2 separate regions of the Mus musculus genome follow, and region 1 is linked to region 2. The links are chromatin contacts, called in public HiChIP or PLAC-seq maps. All regions are on one chromosome and are shown on one strand. The core of a region is the stretch at or near the end of the contact, and the rest is flanking DNA. Distances in the headings are between cores, read along the strand shown.

Region 1 (7,080 bases), core at 2,125-4,624, 130 kb after region 2:
CCGACTGATCATGTTGTCTTCCTATCACCAGGGTTTTGTCATCTTCCAACAGATATCACTTTTCTGGAGGGTGATTTATAGTTTGTCATCAGTGATAAATTATGTCTTTGCCGGTAAAATGAGCCAATTCAAGTCAGATTAGATTATATTAAATGTAGGGTTATGGGGAAGCTACTTTAGGGCTGGCGAGCTCTCTGGCCCCAAGGAAGGAAGCCAAGGAGATTGCCATAGGAAGGAAGAGAGAATAGAGAGATAAAGAGTTCACATACAGAGAGAGAAAGAGAGAGAAAGAGGGGGAGGGAGAGAAGGATGGGGGAGAGAGAGAGAGAGGGAGAGAGAGAGAGAGAGAAAGAGAGAGAAACATAAAATGTCTGGATTATATAGGGAAGAGCCTCTGGGGGTAGGACAGCCTAGCCCCTGGACTGGAAAGTTCAGGGTTAGGGGCAGGGTATGCCAGGTAGGGACTGAGGGATGCTGGCAGAACCTGAAGGCCAGGTCTGCTTTGATAAGTAAAATATGCACCTTAGTCCTTTATTCCAGGGTCCAAAATCAACAACCAGCACAAAGTCCAGCTACTTCTTATGCCATAAGATGTAGACTCCCCCAACCCCCGCTCCACCCGTCCCAAGGTCTTTGGTGTATCTTATTTCAGATTCGTGGGACACTGAGTCTGCTGAACTACAGTCCAGAGATGTGATCAAGGACCTTGTGAAGAGTTGCTTACCTTAAGCTCATTCTCTCTCGTTTTATAGACAATTTCTCAAAGCCACTGTCCCTTATGACGGGAATCATAATCAGTTTAGTTAGCCTTCAACCTCTCAAGATCATTCTAGTTCATAGACAGTCTCCAACTGAATGATGGCTCTTTTCTCAATCTTGTTCACACTTCCACACACTACCTTTCAGATGTAGCTAGATCATAGCTTGCTCAGCTCACAGTTAAGTGTGTGCTCTGTTTGAGAAGATGCTTAGTGCACTTTGGGCAGCAGGTACTGAGTGGAAGGCCCCAAGTGACACCCATCAGTGAGTGTGAGCATAGCATATGGCCCTGGAGTTCATACGGAAAAAAGTTAGGCACTGCTTGCGAACTCTAAGCAATTTTGTTTTTAAAAGATTCGTTTATTTTTATTGGACGTATATGGCTGTTTTGCCTGCATATATGTATGTACCATATGCATGTGTGCTCTCATATACTAGAACAGGGTGCCAGACCCTGGAACTAGAATTAAAGATACTTATGATTGATGGCCTAGGTGAGTGCTGGGAACTGGACCCGAGTCATCTGGAAGAGTGGTCAGTACTTTGGGGGACTGAGTCATCTCTCTAGCCCCTCTGGAAAACTTTGCTTCTAAGTGATCACAAAATGTTAAGCTATGTCAAACACTGACATAAAAATACGTCACTCTTGTTGGACAGTGGTGGCCCACGCTTTTAATCCCAGCACTTGGGAGGCAGAGACAGATGGATCTCTGTGAGTTTGAGGCCAGCCTGGTCTACAGAACAAGTTCTAGGATAGACAGGGCTACACAAAGAAACCCCGCCTCATTAATTAATTAATTAATTAATTAATTAAAAATAAATAAATAAAATGTTTTTCATCAACCCCTCCATCCTCAACAATTTTTGCCACATTTGTTCACTAAAGTAAAACTCGACATCATTCTGAATGAAAGATAACAGGCTAGGAGAAGCATTCTTTCTCACATAATAGTATACTCATTTAACATCATGTTAACAAAACACAGAATATTCACACTAAAAACTAAACTTAAACATAACGATGAGACATGTGTTAATATTCATTAAGACTTCAAACAAACCAACAATGGTGTCTATAGCTACGATTCACTCATGTGACAATATTTACCCAATGCTATCACATGCCAGGTATGTGACCTACAGGTGGATTACATAAGGCTAGTACAATAGCTACCCCCAGCCATGGACTATATATCATTCCAAATAACACTAGAAAATTAGAGTCAGAACTAGGAAGATGTAAAATAAATGCTGTTTGGCAATTTTGTCACTCCTCATTAAGAATAGGAACTTGGGGACTAGAGAGCCGGGCTCAGTGGCTAAGAGCATTTTCTGCTCTTTCAAAAGACCTGGGTTTGCTTCCAGAAGTTTAAAAGTATCTATAACTCTAGTTCCAATGAACTGGATACCTGCTTCTGAACTTCGAGAGCAGATATGCTCACATGCAGGTGTGCTCACACACCTATGCACACACACATAGAAACACACCTATTACAAGTAAAGTATTTCTTAATGTTTTTATTTTTTGAAATTAAACTACAATCACATCATTTTCCCTTGCTCTTTCTTCCTTCAGTCCTCCCATGCCCCATCCCAAGAATAAGTTTAAATGGCTGAATACTGAAAAGTTCCATAATCTGGACTGGAGAGTGGTTAAGAGCAGTAGCTGCTGCTCCAGCAGCAAGGAGGCTTGCGATTGTTAACTCCAGCACCAGGCTATCTGGCTCTCTCTTCTGGTGTCTGCAAGCATCGCACACATGTGGTACAGAGACATATGTGCAGGCAAAACACCCTTACACACAAAATAATAAAATAATTTTCAAAAATTGACTTCAATAATATGACCATAGGTCACAAAATTTAATAGTTTTTTTTTTTTAGATTTATTTATTTATTTATTTATTTATTTATTTATTTATTATATGTAAGTACACTGTAGCTGTCTTCAGACGCACCAGAAGAGGGCATCAGATCTCATTATGGGTGGTTGTGAGCCACCATGTGGTTGCTGGGATTTGAACTTCGGACCTTCGGAAGAGCAGTCGGGTGCTCTTACCCACTGAGCCATCTCACCAGCCCCTAATAGTTTTTTAAATATCATAATAATCAGCCTAAAATACAGTGGAATAAAAAAGATTCCATTAAGGGTAGCAGCCAAAAATAAAATATCCAAGACTAACCTTTTAAAATAAATTTACCAAATGTCCCTGTGTGGAACTCAAGAACTCTGTGATCAACAAAGTTTAGGGACTAACCTGACAAGCTCTTAAAAAATTAGAAATAGAGTGAGTGGGTGGTGACTAACTACATTAAGAAGCTTTTCAGGACACTACAGTGAAAAGACAAAAGTAATCAAACAAAAGAGAAGAGGAGGAGGGGTGGGGAGGGGTGGGGAGGGGAGGGGAGGGGAGGGGAGAGGAGAGGAGAGGAGAGGAGGGAAAGACATGTGGCCAATTCTTCCCGGAAAATCAGTCTGCAAGTAAGAAGCAGCCAGAAAAACAGAACTTGAGGAGAAGAAAGCACATGGTAATAAAAGCACGCGGTAATAATAAGTAAGCTCATCTCCCAGGACACCCATCTCTAGGATATGAAACTCACTGAGTATCTGGATGAGGACCTGAAAATGACACACCCTGGGCGTGAAACCGTGAACTTTCCGAACACTAAGACTAACAGCTTCCATAGAGACAGATTAGATTTTCAGATAAAGCACCTCGAAATATTCTTAACAGAAATGCTGAAATCTACAGTAAAATAGACAGAGACTTTCACAGTTTGTAGGGGAACTGGCCCTGTGGTAGGGACAGGAACTGCTCAGGGGCACTTGCTGGCAAGCTTGACTTCCCAGCCACGCCCACGGCCACAAAGCCACTCCTGCCCCTACACAGCCCTCTAGAATTGCACTAGACCCTTTTTCTTGTCTGGCCAAGGAACTGCTCAGAAAAGCGACTGTATCACTTTTGGGATGAAAGAACAAAAAACTGCCATAATGACCTCCTGTTGAATGGTGTCGCAAGATGGAAACAGCCGGGACCCCTAAACTAGCTCCTGAAGAGACTCCAGTGGGCTCAAATGGGGTCTTCCAAGAAACAAAGTTTCGTATGTGAAGTTTCTGAGACGCTGGAGTTGATGATTGTTTTAATCACACTATCCTGTTCTGATTAGCAAAGATTCCCAACATAGAATTCTATCCTGTCAAGTGTCGATTGAGGGTAATGAAGATATTTTCAAGAAACAACATTTCAGAAAATGTTGTCACACTAATCTTTTCCCTGAAGGCTGAGAAAAGGAAAGAAATACACCCAGAAGGGAGGAAAGTGGCCCTCAAGAGATATGATTCTATACACTTCCTGACTCCATGGACAGATTATATAATCCTACTGACAGAAGGGACCTAACAGTTTGGATTAAATGAGAGATTGGTGGGTGAGAAGGGTGTCTAGGTTATCCTGGTGGGACTGTTAAACTCACAAAGGTTCTGGGAAATGCAAGAGGAGAAACAGTCAGATACAGAGATCTGAAGATCCTACACTACTGGCTTTGAAGACTGTGAAAGGAACTATAGCCCAGGGAACACTGGTGGCTTCTAAAAGCTAAAACAGTCAACCAAGTGGATAACTCCCTCAAGCTTCTAGAAGGAGTGTAGTCCTAGCAGCATCATGACTTGGGGTTTTTTGAGACACATTTCAGAGTTATGACATCTAAGGCTGTAAAACAATAAGTTGTGTTAAGTCACTGAGATTACGCTGATTAGAGTCAGCTGTAGAAGCTAGCACAACGTGATTTCAGAAGATAGAGATGGAGATGACATCTATCCCCTTCCTTACAAGGCCCCAGTGGTGAACCAAGGCATGATATGATTCCACGAAAGGGTCCCCTAGAAACCAATGAGTCTACCGGAGTTATTTACATAGCACAGGGGAAGGGCTACAGGCAGGAGTGCAGGCAGGCAGTCTTCAGGTAGCTGTACTGGAAAGTCTTCACCTCGCATGGATGATGACATACCATTCTTCTCACTTCACCTCCCCCTGCCTATGTACACTAAGATGTTCCCAAACCCCGAGGCTATGTATAATTAGAGCATAGTACAAGTGATTGGTAGACTCTCAAGTGAGGGACCAATGACCCTTTCTATTCCCCCCACCCCAACTTCTATGAGGAAATGTAATAATCCATAGACCCTATTATGATGGACCCCTGCAAGGAAGCACAGCCAATCAGATGAAGACACGTTTGTGTTGCTCAGAGCTCTCCATTCCCCAACATAGGCTTTTCAGGAAAAGGGAGAAAGTGTAGGAGAGAGTAAGGGAGGTCTCAGGATGCACCCAAGGACGGGGTTGGAGCACAAGAAAGGTCTCATGAAAGACTTCATCAACTGGACACAGATACATCACCTAATCAGTGTGTGCAAAGTCCTGCAAAAACAAACAAACAAACAAACAAACAAACAAAACAAAAACAAAAACCTATAACTGGAGGCGGGGAAGAGTTTAAGGATCATTTAGGAATGGTAAAAAAAAAAAAAGTGGATAAATAAAACAAAAGGCAAGTTGATGATAAGGACAAAGGAGAAATGAAACCAAGAAGGGGGCTAGGTGGCTGTAGTTGGAGCTACTAAGATGATTAAAGTCCTGAGGCTACTGTCATGTTGCCGAAGAATGGTGGTATGAGTTTTCTTCAACTAAATGAAGCAACTTCTTGGTTAAACATGCTTCCCAACAAATGTAGGATTTCCACATGTATGTGTTCTACCGTCCGAGGACCCCAACCCTCTAGCCAACTAAAGCTGCCGCTGTGGCTGGTGCTGATGGTTTTGTTCAGATTTGGAGACTGCTGGGACATCCTCAAGATGAGATGAGGTGAGAAGGCAGGTGCGAGCAGAGTGAACACCTACAGTTGTCTTCTGACGTCCACACATGCACTACCATGGTATATGTGGGTGAGCGCATAAATAACATTTAAGATTTCGAGAATGCTGGACCTCTTTCTAGTGGTAACTGGTCTTTTGGGAATGAGGTGCGAAAGATGCTAAAACAAGACTTACATAAAACAAGTATTTTTAAGGTTGTGCTGCCCAGAATTTTTTAGAAATGATGAAGGCACGATTAGTTAAGCATTGAATTACTAAGGGAGAAGTGGGTCCATAATGTTCTTCTTGGGAACACATTACATGCTCATAAAATGGACAAATTTAGAAAAGGCTTTGCATGTGACTTGGACACACACTTCCACCGAAAGCAGACCTCTGGGGAGGCATCTTGGCTGGCCCAAACACTTCCACATTAATGGCAACCGGGATGGGTGTAAAGGGCAGGGGATGTGGGTGGCTTTGGGAGGGGACAGTCACTGTTATGAAAGGTTGACCTGTTCCCCTTGTGAAGAGTATTTTGCCTCCTGACCCATCTCACTGAAAACTCCAAACAGAGAGTTCATTACAGCACACACCGGCCTTGGAGGCTGTTGGAATTATTTAAAACTGAAATGTTCAAGTCATGGCTTTTCTTATCATTGGAAATGATCAAAACAGGGAGGACGCAGAGGAGACTCCTTCAAGGTCATGCTCATTAAAGCGAGGCTGATTTCAACTCTTCGCCTTATTCTGCCTTGTTAAGTTCTTTCTCTATACCTAATATATTTACCACGAATCATTAAACACAAACCTATTATTCTGTGCAATTGATTCGTCTATAAAACAAAAAGCAAGTTCACTTCTGTAGCTTTTCTTTAAAAATTACTTCAGGTAAAGTCACATTTGAACACAGATAGATGCTTAAGAAACAAAATCTGGAGAGGGATTGTGGAAGACCCTGCTTAGTGTCCTGAACCAGCTTAAATGAATAACTAAGAGTCCCAAATGTTCTTATGGACTATGCAGCCTGCTGCCTCTCTGTCAATTGCTTTTAAATATCCAAAGAAAATGTGCTGAAAGGAAGGTTGGAAGCAAACTGAATTGTCAGGGTCTGTAAGGAGTTTTGAAAGAGAAACCCTCATATTACCATACTCGTTGCTGAGTACATGTGCTTGGCACATGCTATGTGCTTTCCAGTTATTTCATGGAACCTTACATCCTTGAGGCAGTTACTACCACGTTATGGACCATGGCTCCAAACCTTCCTAATGCTGCAACCCCTCTCAATACAGTTCCTCATATTGTGGTGACCCCTCCCAGCCATAAAATTATCTTCTTTGCTGCTTCATAACTGTAATTTTGCTACTGTAATGTAAATCATCTGTGTTTTCTTATGGTCTTAGGCAACTCCTGTGGAAGTACTATTCTATCTTCCAAAGCGGTCACGATCCACAGGCTTAGAACTACTGTCC
Region 2 (6,718 bases), core at 4,126-6,625:
CAGAAGAGTGAGTGAGTGAAGGAGCAAGAAAGAGAGAGACAGAGAAACACACAGAGCACGTGCAAGAGAGTGAGAGTGTGAGAGACAGGCAGAGAGAGAGAGAGATTGTGTGTGCGAGTGAGAGAGAGAGAGAAAGACAGACACAGGGAGAGAGAGAGCAAAAGAGTGACAGACAGAGAGGGAGGCAAGGAGGGAGGAAGAAAGAAAGGGAGAGAGTGAGAGATTTTTGAAACCTGAAAGCCTACCCCCAGTGACATACTAACTTCAAGGCCACACCTCTTAATCCTTCCTAAACAGTGCCAGCCATTCTTATTCAAATCACTCCCCTCCCCCCACCTCCTGATCCTTTCTGCCTTGCGGCAAGGTTTCCCTCAACCGACAAGGCCTAGGACGTCCAACCCTCTAGAACCACAAGCCCAGCAAACCTGTAGTTTTTATGATATTCTGTTACAGTAGTGGAACATGGGGCAGGACACCCCAGACTCCACCATGTGCCTTGTATTAGGAGGTAACGCAGGGACACCTTACAGTAGGATGAAATATCAAGTCAAAGCCAGGGTCCACAGGGAATAGGAGACAAGATCTCTCTCTCTCATTCTCTCTCTCTCTCTCTCTCTCTCTCTCTCTCTCTCTCTCTCTCTCACACACACACACACACACACACACACACACACTGAAAGTGACAGAGCAGAGCTGTGCAGGAGCTTCCAAGACATGAGCTCAAGCTTTAGCAAGAGGTGAGCAACTCTGAGCCGGAGGTGGGGTGTAGGGGGAGGGAGAACTAACATCCGATAACACTGAAATGATATTAAAATAATATTGATGTAACATCAAGACTTGATAAGTAAAAACAAATCTCAGTATTTTTTTTTAAAGAAAGACATTAATTAATTCCAGAAAAAGCAATATCTGCTGCTAGAAGTCAAACATAACTGTGAAATACTAGTGAGTAACTGTGATATACCGAGTGGGTTGTCAGCGAACCCCGGCAGTGAGGCCAAAATGCCTATCGTATTAGGAGAGCAGGGGGTAGGGGGAGAAGTAGAGGAAAAAGTGATGAAATAAAAGAACTAAATAACGTCTTGTGTAATCACTTAAGAGGTAATATCCTGTGCACACTAGCAATAAATGGCACGGTGTTTGGAAGACCCACATAACCACACTCACGGTGGCTAGCAGCCTACAGAGCTGAGACTGAACGGAGATTGGAACAGTAAAGGCCAATTCCTGGTGCACATCTTTTTTGAATATATTGGGTCTTATCTAAGGGTCTTAGTTCACTTTAATGAACAGTTAAAAACAAGGTAAGACTCCAAGAGCAACGACTGCTCTTCCAGAGGTCCTGAGTTCAATTCCCAGCAACCATATAGTGGCTCCCAACCATCTGTAATGGGATCCGATGCCCTCTTCTGGTGTGTCTTAAAGACAGCTCCAGTGTATTCATAAATAAAATAACAAACAAACAGACAGACAGACAAACAAAGACTCCAGGAATCTGTGCTTTGATACGCGGTCCCGGTCATGTCTGCTTGACCAAACGTGGAGGTGAGCAGCCTAAACTCCCACTGTCTCCTCACCATCAGGGTCACACTGGATTTCTCCGTAGGTTTGTGGAGAAGAGATGAATGCACTAGACACGGTCCACATGGCACCACTTGGCAGATGGTAATGCCAGTGTCTGACTTTTTTTTTTTTTTACTGTACCCTTTTACAGTTTGCTACTAGACAACTTTGTAACACTAGACAAACTAGGGCATCGTAGCCCGACAGAAACTTCTGAGGGCCTACAAAAACACAGACCAAGAAATGAAATGTCTACTTGAAAAAGATTTGGCTAGAAAAAATTAGAACATTCGGCTGTACAGCGCTGAGTCAGACAAAAATGGGTTAGAGAGCTGCACCACCCACTCCTCGCCTGGGCTATGTGCTGCCTCTCCCCCATTCCTCTGTGCTTGGATGTGATCTCTATGCAGAGCCAGTGAAGGGGGTAAAGCCACAGCCCAGAGTACAGAGACAGTCCTCAAGTTCTCTGTCAAGAGCCCCATCTGCATCCTGGGTGGGTAGAGGCATTGTGGCATAGGCCATGAATGGTAGAAGACTAGGAAGGCCTTATTAATATCAGCTGCCCATCTCCAGGGTCAGGTCTAATCTTGGCTCATGCTTTAGAAGTGGGGCAGCTTTGTAAATGAGCAGGGAAGTCTACAATTGTAACGTATGAGGTATAAAGTCATCCCTTGGTCATCATCTCACGCAGTGCAAAGCATGCGACTGTCAGTGTGATTGAAAACAACTTGGGGTGGAAGCCATTACATTCTAAAGCAGAGGAAAATAACCTCAGAACACAGATGGCTGCTATCTCCTCCACTTCTCTGCCATTAGACAGCTTTCATTAGGGGAAACGACTCATAAACGGGGAAACTTTCCCAGAACACTGCAAATTTGGAAGGTATGGTGGAGTGTGCATTTGGGGTTCTCTGTAAGGGAAAATTGGGACCCAGAAAAGATCAAGGCCCAGGGATGAAGGATGGGTTAGAAGAAAGTGGTCTAAGAAGAGGATCCCAGGGTTTCTAGAGGACCAGGCCAGGGAGGGATGGGAGCAGCTAGGGAATCCTCAATTCCCTCACCACTGGGCATGGCAATTTTGGAGGTCGTTGGCTGGCGTCTAGAGGAGGAGAGGGAAATCCCAGAAGTCACTGCCAGGCCCACAGAAACTGATGGGTGCAGGCAGAGAAGCTGGAAGGACATCGAGGGAGAAGAACTTTGGGTGCAAAAGCTCAAGACTGGGAATTGCCCCCAAGCACTGAAAGGAAGCGAGAGCCTCTCCAGTCAGGATAGGAAGCGGGCAGGGCAGCACACCCGAGACTGGTGTGGATGACATGGGTCTATGTTACATCACAGGAAGGGTAGATGCTGTGGCCTTGTACAGACTGAGGCAAAGAGAAGTGTCACTGAACCTGAGAGGACTCTGGGCTCAACTCGGGGAGTCAGGACCAGCAGGCATGAGCCGCTGCAGGCTGCAGTAACCTGCTCTGTTTTGCATACCATGAAGGCTTCCACACCCATGTGACAAACTCCTACACAACCTTTAAGCCAGGGCCTGAATACCCCTACTGGAGTCATGTGACTCCAGACTAAGGGATGCTATTGTACTTGGTTTATTTTTCACACCACCCTGTCCCAGGGCTGGCAGAATTCAGATATCTAGATTTATATCTACACATGTTTAACGTGTTCAATATTATTAGAAAAATCAATGTTCTCAGCTGAGTCCTCTGTGTCGCCATCACTGTAGAGACACCTCACAGAAGACACTCTAACCTAGAGGAAGAACGGCCTTAAAGCAAGAGCAGCAGACAAGCAAATGAAAACTAGGTTTGAAAACAATATAGTCATGGTCGGTGCTATTTCCAATAAAACAAGCAACAAGAGGAAGCAGATAAAACACACAGAGAGAGGAAACTTGCCTTCCCCCCCCCAGCCCCAGTGTGGTGTGTGTGTGTGTGTGTGTGTGTGTGTGTGTGTGTGTGTGTGTATGTGTGTGCCCGAGTTAGGCTCTCATCTAAGCTTTCCTAACATATGCATAGAGACTGCAGGCACATAAGATAACAGTCCTATAAGCTGTATTGGGGTGCCAGGCTGCAGTTACAGGGTCCCATCAGCCCTTGCAGGAATCTATTCTCTAAATATAGCACTCCAGGCTTCTGAGAGCAAAGGCAGAGAAGCTCTTCCAGGCAGTGGAATTTTCCACTTTGCCCCACAGCCACTGATGCGTCATCGGTTGTACCTAGGATCTAGAACTTCCCTCTATCTCCCTCGGCCATCAGAAGGTGCCACATTTTCAAAGTGGCTTAACCAGAGGTGACCTGTGGACATTTCTTTCTTGTTTACTTTTCTTCCAGTATTAGGACTCGAACCCATGGCTTCATGCTGCCAGGTAACTATACCCTCAGACCTTATGATTTCCTTGTGGTTTTCTTGCATAAACTTTACTTTGACTGCGACCATTTACAGATCTTGTCTTCAAGCTTTCGCCTTCAGTGGAAACACACCGTGAACGCGTAACAACCATGAGCCCGTGATGGTGAGGAGGATTTTTTAGAAGGACTCGGCTTTGTGGTGTTTTGTGGTGGTTCTGGGAACTCAGGCTTGAATGTCACCTCTGTTACTTGGGGTCGTAGCACTGTACATGGGACTCGCTGACTGGGCGAGGGTTACGGCCCCTTTAAAGCCAGGATCCTTGTTTAGGAAAGGGAAAGAAGATTTGCTTCCTCACCTTAGAGGATTCACTCAAAACCCAGCAAGGCTGGCTATGTGGAGCTGTGTGAGCTTCTGAAATTCGATGCACATGACCCCTCTTTAGACGCTGTGGCAGGTTTGTGATCCAGGACCATACTCAAGAAAGGATAGATCATGAGTCTGCTTGTTTGAGCTTGGATAGGTACACATAGACACACGTAGACACAGATATATATATATACACAAAAGGATACACATATACACAGACATATACACTCATATAGACACACACAGAGACACATACAGATAGACATACACACACATTCATATATAGACAAACACACAGAGACCCATACATAGGCATTCACACACACAGACTCACAGACATACACACGCACACACGTACATACACAGTCACACAGATTTCATAAATACACATACACTCATATATAGACATACACATGCACAGACACACATACATACATAGTCACATACAGACATACACAGATACACAGACACATACAAAGACACACACAGAGACACACAAATACGCACACATACATACCCACATGTGATCCACTGTTAATATTATTAGAATCTGAGCTTAGGACTGAGCTAGTGAAAACTATCTGGAGACTATGGATAGGAGATGAAGCATGAGAAGAGAGGGGTCATACTATCAGCAATGATAATTATCTAAAGAACTTCATTGGCTTCTGAAGTTATATTAATTTCTTCTGGCATTATTAAATTACTTTAAGGTTCCAGGAATTTTCAAAGCTTTTGTTTTAGGTCAGCAACAATAGAAAATATGAAATAAAAATGGAAATGAAAGATGAAAGGCAGCACCTGTTTAATATGGGTATTTTAGAATTGTAGATAGGTGTGTTCTGAACTAACAGTACATATACATGTGTGCATAAACATCACATAGAGACTAACTGGAGATGAACATATTTGATTGTGAACTCCTACACCTCCAATACCAGTGGCTCCCATAAAATGCAAGTTAGATGTCTAAAGTTAGTGAAATTTCAGGTTGTTTGAACTGGGCTCGCATATCTATGTTCAGACAGTAAGGATGATTCCTCTGCTCTGCAGGGGCTGAGTTTTGACTGGAAACCATGGGTATCTCCTGGAGAAAATAGAGCAATGCTGCCCCCTGCTGGAGAAAGGCTAACAGTGCCTTAACATTCTGATGGATGTTTGGCTATGGAAAACAAACTAGCAAGACAGAAACCGTGAATCTCCCTTCATTAAAATCATCATCATTGTAATAAATATTTGCATTTGGGCATGCATTATCTATTAAATGGCAGGTACACCGCAAGACCCAAAATTCAGCACCAGTTAAGGGGAACTGGTCCCGAGTCAAATCTCAATGGTGGACTTCATTTCAAAGTCCTAACTCTCGGACATTTCTGGTAAGAATTCAGACAGTTTAAGCAAGTTCCTACTGACTTGGATGATATGTGCTCTTTATCTGCTGATCAGGCATGTCAGTGTGGCAGTGTTTCCAGTTAAGGGTCTCCCTTGAGAAACACAAAATTCCCCGGAAGAGAATGCTTCCCCTTCTCCTAAGACAGAAATAGAGAAGTGTAATGTCTTCACGGCAGAAGGGCCATAGTCACAGATCAGCTGTAACTGATGAGCTAAGATGACACTCCTCCTTTCCTCTTCTCTTAGTCTTGCCCATTTGCTCGTCCCACCTCTCTCTCTCTCTCTCTCTCTCTCTCTCTCTCTCTCTCTCTCTCTCTCACACACACACACACACACACACACACCTCATCTTCTGCCTTCCTTCACGCTTCCCTCCTTTTCTGGCTATAGAGATTACAGCGAAATCTAAAGTCATGTTTTTTCACAGCTATGCCTGATGATAGCTCATCACTGAATGCTCAATATATCTTAAGGACTATGGATTCTGCCCCTTTAAGATAGGTAACATTTATGCACATTATACAGACGGGGAAGGCTGAGGCTTCAGGTGGGTACCTTGCCATGGCCATACTGCTAATAAGTGACCATGCCTTCTGACAACCTTTAGTTAACCACCACGATAAACACAGATGGCATGGAGAATGAAGACTAGAAATGACCAGCAGGGAGATCTTTGCCTTGATCACCCTGGTAGCAGCAGCCCCAAGGAAGATAGAATTCTGGACAGTGAGCCCTCTCTAGGCTGCAGATACAGATGGATGATCTCCATCACCACACAAAAGGCACTGTGGACTACCCAGGACTACGAGAGGACTGTGGGAACTGGGGGCTGAACAAGGAGCTCAAAAGCACACCGCATGAGACCTTAGATCTCAGCGAGACAAACCCTGAAGGTCACACAGTAAGAATGTCACTGTTCAGGCTACACATCTGACCCAGGGCAGAGAATATGCCAGGAGAGCTTCCTGGCTCAGGTTAGCACTCTTTCATAAGAATGACTTTTAAAAAATAATTATTATTCATTTATTTTATAAGTACACAC

Evidence for each region. HiChIP or PLAC-seq counts read pairs in DNA pulled down with a chosen protein or histone mark.
Region 1: a contact with region 2 is called in an H3K4me3 HiChIP or PLAC-seq map of bone marrow-derived macrophages, with 4 times the contacts expected there. The contact joins two enhancer-like sites. A contact is called at or near these places in 9 of 484 Hi-C or Micro-C datasets (bone marrow-derived macrophages, embryonic fibroblasts, embryonic stem cells and 4 more), 1 of 115 datasets of contacts at active chromatin or transcription factors (bone marrow-derived macrophages) and 1 of 9 other capture datasets (bone marrow-derived macrophages).

What each region holds. Positions count from the first base shown.
Region 1 is chr10:8,366,742-8,373,821 of GRCm38.p6, forward strand. The region is part of intron 2 of Ust (uronyl-2-sulfotransferase); the gene reads right to left. Among named protein-coding and RNA genes, the nearest start is that of Ust, 150 kb to the right of the region's middle. Within about 2 kb of position 3,375, at least 26 of the 459 cell types and tissues checked have an H3K27ac peak or open chromatin away from gene starts, as enhancers often do. A contact at or near this core is called in bone marrow-derived macrophages, where this site is marked.
Region 2 is chr10:8,235,061-8,241,778 of GRCm38.p6, forward strand. The region is part of intron 7 of Ust (uronyl-2-sulfotransferase); the gene reads right to left. All of the region lies in intron 2 of 4930573G07Rik (a long non-coding RNA gene), which reads left to right. Among named protein-coding and RNA genes, the nearest start is that of 4930573G07Rik, 29 kb to the left of the region's middle. Within about 2 kb of position 5,376, at least 13 of the 459 cell types and tissues checked have an H3K27ac peak or open chromatin away from gene starts, as enhancers often do. A contact at or near this core is called in bone marrow-derived macrophages, where this site is marked.